Regions from separate parts of the Bombyx mori genome. Here region 1 is linked to region 2. A link is a contact called in public Hi-C data. All regions are on one chromosome and are shown on one strand. The core of a region is the stretch at or near the end of the contact, and the rest is flanking DNA. Distances in the headings are between cores, read along the strand shown. Region 1 overlaps LOC101743410 (WW domain-containing protein tag-325). Region 2 holds the start of LOC101743551 (probable inactive serine/threonine-protein kinase scy2).

Region 1 (5,714 bases), core at 1,627-4,126, 47 kb after region 2:
TGATAACATACAACCTTTTGCCTCTAATGTCGAGATTATAACAAGGCATCTTTTGACAATAGTAATGTCATTGTCTGTATATCACTACATCTTATTTGTATACTAGCGTAATCATTACGCAGATTTCTATGTGTACTTTTTAGGTTAGACAATAACTTCTTTGTCTTATTAAGCGATTTCAAAGCTCAGTTCCATTTTGGATTTGATTACATTGGATTTAATTACTAATAATTATTTTATTACATTGTATTTTTCAAGTCCGTTTATTATTTAGGACTAGAGCCGTCGACATACAAGCATCGCTATTAATAGTTCAAATATATATTTATTTATACTTACAAACATTTATAAGAAATAATAGTATAAAATGTTACAACAACGCTGTTTGTTTATCACATAAAAATAAGTATTTTGGTCATCTAAGATGAATATTTACAAAAGAGGAGAGAGATGAGATCGATTTTTATAACAAGTTCGATTAGTTGATGTGGACGTTTGCATCGAAGTGAGCAAGCTTCGTGTGATGCCCATTGGCTCACGTCACCACTTATCACTAGATTGGCTGTGAACTCGTCTGCCCGACAACGGAAACACAATACATTTCTTTGGCTTCACTGTGATAAAGACAATAATAGACGCTAAAACAATAAAAGATATCTAATTATTTTTGAGAGCCAATTCAACAACAAGTCCAACAAGTCATAGAGCTTTTATTGGACATCAAGATAATCTATACCCTAAATTATTTAAACATCATTACGGTTCTATTACAGACATTTCTTTTTATTGCCACAAAACTCGAAATATCCAACTACATATGAGGCCGTCAGCGCAAAAGTGGCCTAACCCATAATTTTTCATAATCATGCTTATAATATCGACGCTTGAAAGGCAAACGTGACTAAGCGACAATAACTGCTTTGTACATAAATGATAGGCAATAACCATATTCGATGCGCAAAATATATATATATTTCTAGGTCTATTAAAATCATTTCAATCCTACAGCTACTAGCTAGATTCTACTACAGCTAGATTCGTTAAAATAGATTTTTTTTCAGGTATTTCAACTTTAAATTAGTCTACTGTAAAGTTCACGCATTGTCGCTTAGTCACGTTTGCCTTTCAAGCGTCGATATGTATATTGCAATTTATTTTAAATATAATAAATTTTGATGCAAAACCGGCCTATCCATAGTTTCACTCATAGATAACAGATGGCTTTGTAAGCATTATTGTTTTTTTGTCTACTCAAATTCAGATTCATGAAAAATTAATCATCATTGTTCCATAATAACTATGGTAAGCTTAGGCCACTTTTGCGCTGACCGCCTTATATGTCTTAGATTTAAAAAAAAAATTTTCATTCATAAACAAATTGCTATTATCTGTGCACACTCTGGAGCACTATAGGCAAAAAAGTACAAAAATTATTGATGTAGAAGCAGCAATGTTTTTCACAGTACATATTTACGTGCTCCAACTCGAGTCGTGTAACCAAGAACTAAATAAAGCTCTTAACAATAATTTATGTATAAAAAGCGATCTCATATAAGGCACAAAGTCTAACTTGGCTTCAAGCCTATGTCTAATAAATGTAGGATCACACTAAACTCTCAAAGAAGCGGTACGAATAACGTATAAAAAAATTTAGAGTTTTATTGAGAGTTCGAGAATTTTAAATCCATACGAATATTTTGGACCCGGAAAATAACTTTGGAAACTACGCATACATTTAAAACTAAACTAAATGGTTACGTTATTCATTTTGATCTCTGTATAATTTATCATTTATATATTATTTAATTTTTAATTCTATATTATATCTTTATAAGATAAAAACAACGGTATGTTCGTCTTATTGCTTGAAAGATGATTAGGATGAGTCCGAACTAACCGCTAAAGTTCAATTCAATCTCTCAATCTCTTTCGCTCGCCTTCAGATATGACTAGCGGAACAGAGTCAACAAATAGTTGATGTTTATCATCATTATATTTTAATTAATATTAACAATTACTTATTCGTAGTGTACTTTATTTACAAAAACCATATGTAATTAATTGTACATTGCTCGTTCTAATGAACCAACCTTCTGTTTTGTTTTGTTTTTAATCAAGATAGTAATCTTGTTATTCATTTACATTAAGAACCTCATGCAGTCTACAAGAACATTTTCAAACATTCAAAACACGATGGACGTGATTCAAATTTCGAGAAAATTTACAGCGATTCTGTGATTTAAACCACTTTGAATCCAATTTTAATGTTCAGTAACGAACCGTTGCTTAATAACAATTAGTAAGATTTTTGCAACTATATGTTTAAACCAAGGCAAACCAAACGCAGTAAGTTGAGAAAAAACAAGAACGTCATCCAGGTATAGTACGAGAATATATTTTATAAAATATATTTATCTATTCAATAAAATTACATATAAAAAAACACAAGTTCTAACGTGTTTCACTGTTTATTATCCTTCTTTAAATATTTATTTTTAATAATTCCGCTAGTATTATTCGCCTAAATTTAGATATCTAAATACGTCAGTTCTCTCTTTATTTGATGAAAACCACTGATCATATTCACGAGTACCAAACTTAAATTTAAATGATTTTAAACTTACTTATACCATGAAACCATGTATCTGATTGGCACTACTTTATCGTTTAACTTTTACTTACAAAACAATTTTAGACTAAACCTGTTTTAGTTGAAATCAAAATCACGCTTTTTTCTTTGTTTTGTTTTCTTCACTGAATATCTCATTGAATTCGTTCAGGAGGATGTCGACGACGTTGTTCTGTTGGATGCAGTCGACGGCTATGTTACGTGCCTTCGCCGTAACCGGGGCCCATAGTATCGTCGGCCCGAATACTATGGCTAGATTGGCTATGTGCATCCTATTTTTTTCACTGTACTGCTGTACCCTGTGAAATAACATAGTTCGCTATAACCCATCAAGTTAAGGTGAGGAATTAACGTGATTGGAAGGTAGTCCACGTTTTGTTCGAGTTGTCATAGCATATCAAGTTAAGGTGAAGAATCAACGTGATTTGCAAAAAAGTCCACGTTTTGTTGGAGTTTTCCTGAGAGTAACTCGTCGAGTTTAGTTTGCAGGAAAAATGAGAAGATAAAATACCAGTAGACACTTAGCGTTGTCGATGACAATGAGCACCGCAAGTGACCAGTAAGATAATTGAGTCAATTCACTAACATGTGCAACCGTTATATTTGATTAAGAAATAAATTATATCAGTCAAATGACTTAGTTCGCAGAGCACTAACCCGCGAACTTCCAAACTCTAAGTGTATTTCTTCTTTACAAGCCATAAACTCCGAAATCTTTCTTCAGACGAGACTTACGGAAATTCACTCAGCTATGATTGAGCTTAATAAACATATTCAGTTACCTTAATAAATGTTCTAATAAGAATTTGAGCGTGTCCCTGTTGCATTGCGGCAGCGCTTGTATTATTTCCCTGAACTCTTTGATCTTCGCTTCCCTTGGCTTTATAGCTGCAAACGAATTGTTTACGATTAACCATTGCTTTCGATGTACACCCAAGCTTTCGGTTCATACGGTTTTAACAGGTTAAGGACCGAGATCTTTTTGCGATTTTTGCCAAAAGTAATTAAATACATATGGATAAAGAATTACTCAAATAAGCTATTCCTAGTTTTCGTTTTTTGATTATACTATTATGTTTTCAAATAGTTCCCCTTCAATTTGTTATAGCTACTAGCCTATATGAGCCATGGGGGTCTGCGTTTCCTACATATTCAATAGAAAACTTGCGGTCTGGGGTATTCTAGGCAGGTGAGTTGCGGAGATCACAAGGGATCGCTAATGTTGTTTTGCCAAAGTAATAGTATCCACCCACAGGGACCGCTCCGGTCCTTAATCTGTTAAGCTTGAGGTGGAAGCTTCTATTGTTTTGTAATGATAAAATATAAGGTGTGAAACTCCATGAACCACCAGCTATGTATTGATAATCGAGGAAGTTTGGAATGACTATATTTAAGGAGAAGTAGGCGTATACGTTGGGACGACGAGAGGAGAAGTCTTAAGCAATTTTGTGGCGACATCAACGCCGTAGCAATGATATTCTCTAACTATAATACTTTAACAATTGGGCCGGCTATTAGAAAAATATTAAGCCACTCCTGTTTAATAGATTTTTGTCATATTTTCTAACTAACTCCTCAAATTCAAATCCCAAGTGCATATCTTAATTCAAGGGACGAGGCATGATTACGTTAGAATCCATCGCAGTTTTGAAAGTTGACAAAACTGATTACGCTCGAGTGTGTAACGGAAATTCATACGCAAATATTCATCATCATCATCATCATCATCATCAGCCTTTATCTGCCCACTGCTGGACATAGGCCTTCCCCAATGCCTTCCACAGAATGCGGTCCTCCGTCTTCCGCATCCAACGACTTCCCGCCGTGCGCACTAAGTCGTCGGTCCACCTGGTCGGAGGACGCCCCACGCTGTAAGCGAATTAAGCTATAGTTGAAAGTCCTTGCTAAACTCACAGCAAGCGGCGAGAACTCTATGGAACAACGAGTACGGTATCAGCGGCTCCTTCAGCTCCCTGAAGAACAGTTTCAAGGAGCCCGTCAGCACGTGGATGTCGCTGTTCTTGCTTATCACTGAGGTGTTGTTCTGATCGATCTGAAACCAATTTATCAATAGGTGGTAGGACCTCTTGTGAGTCCGCGCGGGTAGGTACCACCGCCCTGCCTGTTTCTGCCGTGAAACAGTAATGCGTTTCGGTTTGAAGGGTGGGGTAGCCGCTGTAACTATACTTGAGACCTTAGAGCTTATATCTCAAGGTACATGACGCAAAAAAAAGGTGTATTACGCGAAATGCTTGTTTCTAACTGTAAGGTTTGTCCAAACAACCTTCTGATGTGATAGTCATAATAATTCTTTTATTTTTTATTGCTTAGATGAGTGGACGAGCTCACAGCCCACCTGGTGTTAAGTGGTTACTGGAACCCATGACAAGGTAAATGCGCCACCCACCTTGAGATATAAGTTCTAAGGTCTCAGTATACTTACAACGGCTGTCCCACCCTTCAAACCGAAACGCATTACTGCTTCACGGCAGAAAGAGTGGTGGTACTCTAATGTATTGAGTAATTGTTTATTGATAAGCTTTTAAAGTAACTGACCGATATGTATATGATACAAATTGCGACGCCTTACTGATGGCGATACACGAAATGACTGGAAAATTAGTGACTTATACGGTGGATTTTTACAGATGCAAATGCATTTTTACAGCTTCATTTTTCACATAGCATAAATAATTCAAAATTTGACGCTGGCAATAAAAAATGCAAGAAATCGATTGCCATACTGAAAAAAAGGAGAAGGAGAAAGACACCTACTATTAAAAAAAGTAGTTATTCTACGACTGAAAGTCAGCCCATAAAAACAACAATTTTGGAATATAATTCTGTGCATTCTACTTTGATTTTCATCTCCATTGGTTACGTTTTAGAATCGCAGAAAACCATCGCTAATGCTACACTCATGGGTGTTACCTTATGCTGATTTCCTGAAGATTTTAAATTTTTTGTTTTAAAGGAACAAGTTCGTAAGTGCTCACCTCTAACCGGATTTTCTGGACTTGGCTGAGGTTTCCGGAGGCTCTGTACAGGCCGTCAGTGCAGAGATTCTCATCGCTACTTTCGATTT
Region 2 (5,777 bases), core at 3,001-5,500:
TGCAATTAATTATAGTCGAATTTCGACTACTGCGGGACCTCTAGTACAAATAAATTAATAATGTTGTTGCAGTAAAAAAATATTTATTTAAATAAACATAATACAAAAGGCTTTAATAAAGAAAATTATTTTTTATTAAAAAATGTAAATGACAAACAAAACATACTTTTCTTTGCATATTATATAATATGTCGTAGGTTAGGTTAGGTCACTTATTGATTTCGTATTTTGTATGTCATGCTGACATTTACCAAAACGACATGGTCATTGTGAATTCTATGTACATTTTCCCTTCTTTGAAATTGTAAATGTTAGTTGAATGCACATTACCCAAACGAGGAGGTAAATATCCACATTTACCGGAAAATGCCATGTACATTTGCCGCAATATCTACTTTTACCGTGACATATATATCGCCCAACAATAGCTACAACAATAGCTATTGCGCTTTGTATTGAACTCTCTTCTTCCTTGCCTTGTCTAAGTGTTAAATTTACTTATCTTCATAGTTAGATATTAATGAGAATCTCATAAGGTCGATAATTCGGTGGTTGTCTATTTTTAATTTAAGCATCATTATTTTTACCGATTTAGGATTTATTTTTTCTTTTATAACGAGAAATACATAGGAGATAACAAAAAAAAACACAATTACATCTGATACACGTGAAACTAAATTTAAAAAAAAACTTGGTGCACGTGAATGAAGTGAAACTTCTTTTTCTATGTGTAGTATTGTGGTTTTCTTCATTTTGCGACATCTTCAACATTTATATTATATATATATTTTAAATTATAAATAGAAAAATAAAAATATATTATATATTCTTTAAATGCTTCATTGAATTAATGGATGCTACTCGTTGCTAACGCTGGCGCTGTAGCAGGTTCACTCTCGCTCTGTCTCTTTCTATTCCCCCTCCACCGGACCGTTAAACGTTTAACGCAACCTTGCTGGAAGTCGCATTAGAAGTTTCACTTCAATTATTTAATTAAAACTACTTTATGATTTAGTCGTCCGTCTGTCCACGGAAACTGTAAGGTGCTCGTATGAACGTCGGAGATAATGAAATGACTATAAAGAAACGCGATATTAAACCGTAAAAATAATTCTATGTTATGTCTATGAACCGCGAAAACCGAATAAAATATTTCACTAACACAATATAGGTATATAATATGAAGTCGTCGTGGCCTAAAGGATAAGACGTCCGGTGCATTCGTATGAAGCGATGCATCGGTGTTCGATTCCCGCAGGCGGGTACCAATTTTTCTAATGAAATACGTACTTGACAAATGTTCACGATTTACTTCCACGGTGAAGGAATAATATCGTGTAATAAAAATGAAACCCGCAAAATTATAATTTGCGTAATTACTGGTGGTAGGTCCTCTTGTGAGTCCGCACGGGTAGGTACCACTATCCTGCCTATTTCAGCCGTGAAGCCGTAATGTGTTTCGGTTTGAAGGGTGGGGCAGCCGTTGTAACTATACTGAGACCTTAGAACTTATATCTCAAAGTGGGTGGCGCATTTACATTGTGGATGTCTATGGGCTCCAGTAACCACTTAACACCAGGTGGGCTGTTTGCTCGTCCACCCATCTAAGAAAAATAAAAAAAGTAACAGCCAGCCTTAGTGTAGCTTCCTTCTAGCGTTTGGAGATTTGTGATGATATTCTTCTTTAATGGAATATTATGTTAATTACCACTACGGAGCGACTAAACTAGGACCATGACGTACAAACTAAAAGAATTAATCTTTGTAATAAATTCAATAAAAAAAAAACTGTTCGATTTAAAACTCACACGCTTGGGTTATGACATTCTATCTATTTATTTATTGAGACATTCGTCACAACATTGTCTGAGTAGAGAGCCGTATTACTAATAATACTCGTAGTATTCTATTGAACAGCATAGTATAGTATAGTATACATTTCTATAGTAGCTTCCACCTCACGTTACAAGGCAGGTGACTATTAGTAATATTTATATTAGCTATTCCTTTATGAAAATAACTTTTAAAATATATTTACTGGTTTATTTGAAAATTATGTAGTACTTAATTGTTGTAATACATATTATTATTTAAAAAAATAAGTAAATATAATACATAAAATACATAAAACGTGTAGCACATTGTATGACAAAAAAAAAAACTCAGGGACCTGATTATTGTGAAATGGTAGAATAAAGTAGTTTATTTTGTGCTCTGGCATCACTGACATGACAAGTATTGCATCGCTTAGCTAAATAATAAAAAATGTTATAATAAAATTCGTTTAAAAAACGGTAAAGTTTGTTAATGATAATAATTGTACTGATAAGCATTACTCATACATAGTCGAAATTTTTTTATTAAAAAGTAATATTCGATTTTTATGATTGTTGTTATTCAAACAAATTTAAATACCGTCCGCATCTGACCGAAGTCATTGTATCATATTTCTTTGCTGTTTCGTTAATATCGTATAGGTAAAAATTAAATATTTTCCACTTAGTTCTAAATAAATCTTGTTATTTATCTATGTCTCAATAAAAAAAAAAACTACTATAGGTGGTGGTTGTATTAGAACTTATATATTATATTAGAACTTATATATATTTAAATTAGTACTAAAGGTACAATGTATTAGAAGTGTAGGTATCCATCACGTTTTTTTTTACTTAATTTGTGATAATTGTTGTGGTGTAAAATTATTTGTTTGGTTCAAGGAACCGTCGCTATGTGATTTTAGATTAAAATAAAATGAACAAAAGAAATTTGTGGGTTTTAATTTTTGATCATGGTAAAAACCACTTTTTATTTATACAAGTCTTCAGTTGACTATAATACATAAAGAAATAATCAAATATTCTATATTCGACGGCTCCAAGCCAAGGTCTGTCTGCTGTAGTATGGATGTCAAAATCCAAAGACTGAACTGAACATTACATAGAACTTTTCCAGCTACTTCCGGAAGAACAATAATGTAGCGTGTAAATAGCTACATCACATTGTGTGTGATTAGGGAATGGTTAAAAATGAAGCGATGCGATTTGAAAAGAGAGACATTTTGGTGCGCGCGGGCAAAATGCGAAATCATAACCTGAATCAGAAAATAGAAAACTCGTGACCAACCTGATGCTCTTAAAGTCCTCGTCCTCTGCAGCGGTAGGGCTTCTTAAATGGTTATTCAGCGGTGAACGGGAAGCGAGCACTTCATAATATTAATTAAAGTTCTGGTATGATAAGATAGTGGCGCGTAAAGTCAGTTTAATCCAGATTAATTTTTCGCGTTGCGCGGGAAAGACCAAGAATGCGAATGTGACGTGCGTGAGTTCTAAATTCAAAGTTACGTTCTATGGTGATTCATTTTGTAAATTCCTACGCATTCAAGGAGAATTTATTGGATCTCAAAGGCATCACAAGCGTAAAAATTATAAATTCAAAACTGTGTAGAAAAAAATACGGCGCTCATACTCTTTTTAAATATCTGCTTTTTAAAAGAGATGGCATTCACACTATGCCGTCTATGGGTTTTAATAATAGGGAAGTAGATTGATAAAATATGTTTTTGAATAGTGGAGATAATGTTTCAAACATGTAATGCCGAGAGATGATCAGCGCGTTAGAATCCTGCGAAGAGTAGTAATAACGCTTATGTCATGAAGCTGGAGGAGCAGTGACTATTTTGTCTCTATATGTTATCTCTCAGAAAAGAACCGTGGGGATCGAAAGCCAATGCTATACCGATATTTGGAATGATAATAAATAATAATACAAATTTAGGTGTGTGTTAAATTTACTACAATATCACCAATCGTTAAATATCCCTCTATAAAATATTGAACTGGCGGCCGCTAGGTGCGGAGTATGCAAGCAATGCACAGAACAAAAAAACGGTTAGATAAATCTCCAAACCATTGCTAACTAAGTTAGGGAAATCAAATAAAATCGTCAAAATAGCAATGACCTTACTATTTCCCTAGGATGGATCGCCAGTTCAATGATCCCACAGGATGTTAAGGGCAGCTACTGAACGCACCTACCACTGTTTCCGATATCGACCTACTAAGTAGAACTGGTCAGAAACTCACCATGCTCATATCATTTAATTTTGTTAACTTTCATTCTATAATCAATTACATATTATATTTTACATTTCACTTCTTATACAACAGACTTTGTTACAAAAGGTTTCGTTGTATGGCCTACGTTCCCTTAGCGTGCTTAATGGACGAATAAAAAAAATAGTTTAACCGTCACTGTACACCTGCCGAGTTTTTTGTTTACAATATTTTAAACAGAAAGTTGTGAATGAAAATTATCTTTTTATTTGATTTTATTAATTACATATTTCTCATATGAATGTTCTGTGTTCGTAATTATCTTACCACGAGATTTATGTACAGATTTGCAGGTGAACATTTACTTTTTCTAAAATCTGTGTAACGCTGCTTTAATACTGATAATAACTAATAAATGCGTACGGATGGGTGAATTTACTTTTTCATTGTCCTTAGAACATAATTTTATGGAATTACAACTCTTTTTAACAAAGTTATTTGTAGTTTATCATTTTAAATATATTGTGGGATACATATACTTCGACGTATTTCTATCAAACAAATAATACCATTCTAATTATTATAAATAATAGACGTTCTATACCGTAAAACTAATGATATTTCTAATATTAACTATATTTTGTTAAACAATCTCGACAATCTTTGATTAATTAAATAAATGAACCCGCATTTGATTTGGCAAAAAAAAAATACAAATAAATTTAATACTGTTTCAAAAAGCTGTTATTCTATTTCCAGTTTATTATGGAACCAGTCAACAACAATCAGTTTGAAGTAATACCAGATTTAAATAAAAGGAAGATCACAGCTCCATCACAGAATGTGTACCTCAACCCAGCATTGGATCTTCTTGCCAATGAAGATCCCATGTGCAATAATGCGATGGAAATTGTTCCCATAAAAAAACGCAAACGAGCAAGAAGCTGTGACATAACCGCATTTGAGAATACTGCCCTTGATTTGGGCATAAGTAAAGCAGCGGTCAATGAGTTTTTAGTTAGAGAACTGAACAACGTAAAAAATAATTTAAGAATGCAATCAATGGATATTAATGATAGACCTAGTTTATCATTACCAAACACATCCATAGATAAACCGGAAGACATTAATATGGAGCCTATGCATTCAGAACCAATTTATGCTAATATTAACACCAAGCCTCTTTCCACAGACACAATTAACAATACCACAGATAGTACTCGAATGTTTGAAATCGAAGAAAATTCCAAATCGGATTTTTCCAATAGAGATTCTGGTATTTCAGTTTTAGAACCAAAGAACGTAACCAACACCGATATATCCAGTGTAATGAATCTATCAAATATAACTAATATTGAAAGTACTGTAACAAGCCAAACATGTAGTAACAATACTAACAACATTAGTCTAAGTTTTATAGATCATTTGGCTTTAGACTCACCGAGTGTTTCAAATCAATCACTTTACTTAGATGACGATTTGAATGAAAGCAATATAATGGAAATTAAAACTATAACAATTATAACAAAGAAGAAACGTATACACACATCGAACAATACCAACCCGTTTCTTGTTCCTAACTTCAACACAGGAAGCTATGTACCAAGTAGCAATCCTTTCTTCGATAACATTCAACCAGGAATCGACTATACCAACGAGAATCTTAATATACCAACACAAGAAAGTAATTTATTACCGAGGAAATTATTCAGTGATACCAATAGT

Evidence for each region. A called contact is a pair of places that touch in the nucleus more often than the background predicts.
Region 1: a contact with region 2 is called in a Hi-C map of whole pupa, with 2.7 times the contacts expected there. The contact joins the enhancer-like site here to the promoter of LOC101743551 in region 2. A contact is called at or near these places in 2 of 7 Hi-C or Micro-C datasets (both in whole pupa).

The regions. Positions count from the first base shown.
Region 1 is chr16:2,310,160-2,315,873 of ASM3026992v2, forward strand. LOC101743410 (WW domain-containing protein tag-325) reads right to left here. Exons shown (of 12, transcript XM_038016407.2): 9 at 5,626-5,714; 10 at 4,544-4,682; 11 at 3,412-3,517; 12 at 1-2,928. The coding sequence ends at 2,724. Among protein-coding and RNA genes, the nearest start is that of LOC101736449, 18 kb to the left of the region's middle. Within about 2 kb of position 2,877, at least 1 of the 8 cell types and tissues checked has open chromatin away from gene starts, as enhancers often do.
Region 2 is chr16:2,261,373-2,267,149 of ASM3026992v2, forward strand. LOC101743551 (probable inactive serine/threonine-protein kinase scy2) reads left to right here and starts at 4,251. Exons shown (of 2, transcript XM_012692730.4): 1 at 4,251-4,405; 2 at 4,812-5,777. The coding sequence starts at 4,818. LOC101736577 (alpha-tocopherol transfer protein-like) reads left to right here. Exons shown (of 5, transcript XM_004928914.5): 5 at 1-2,765.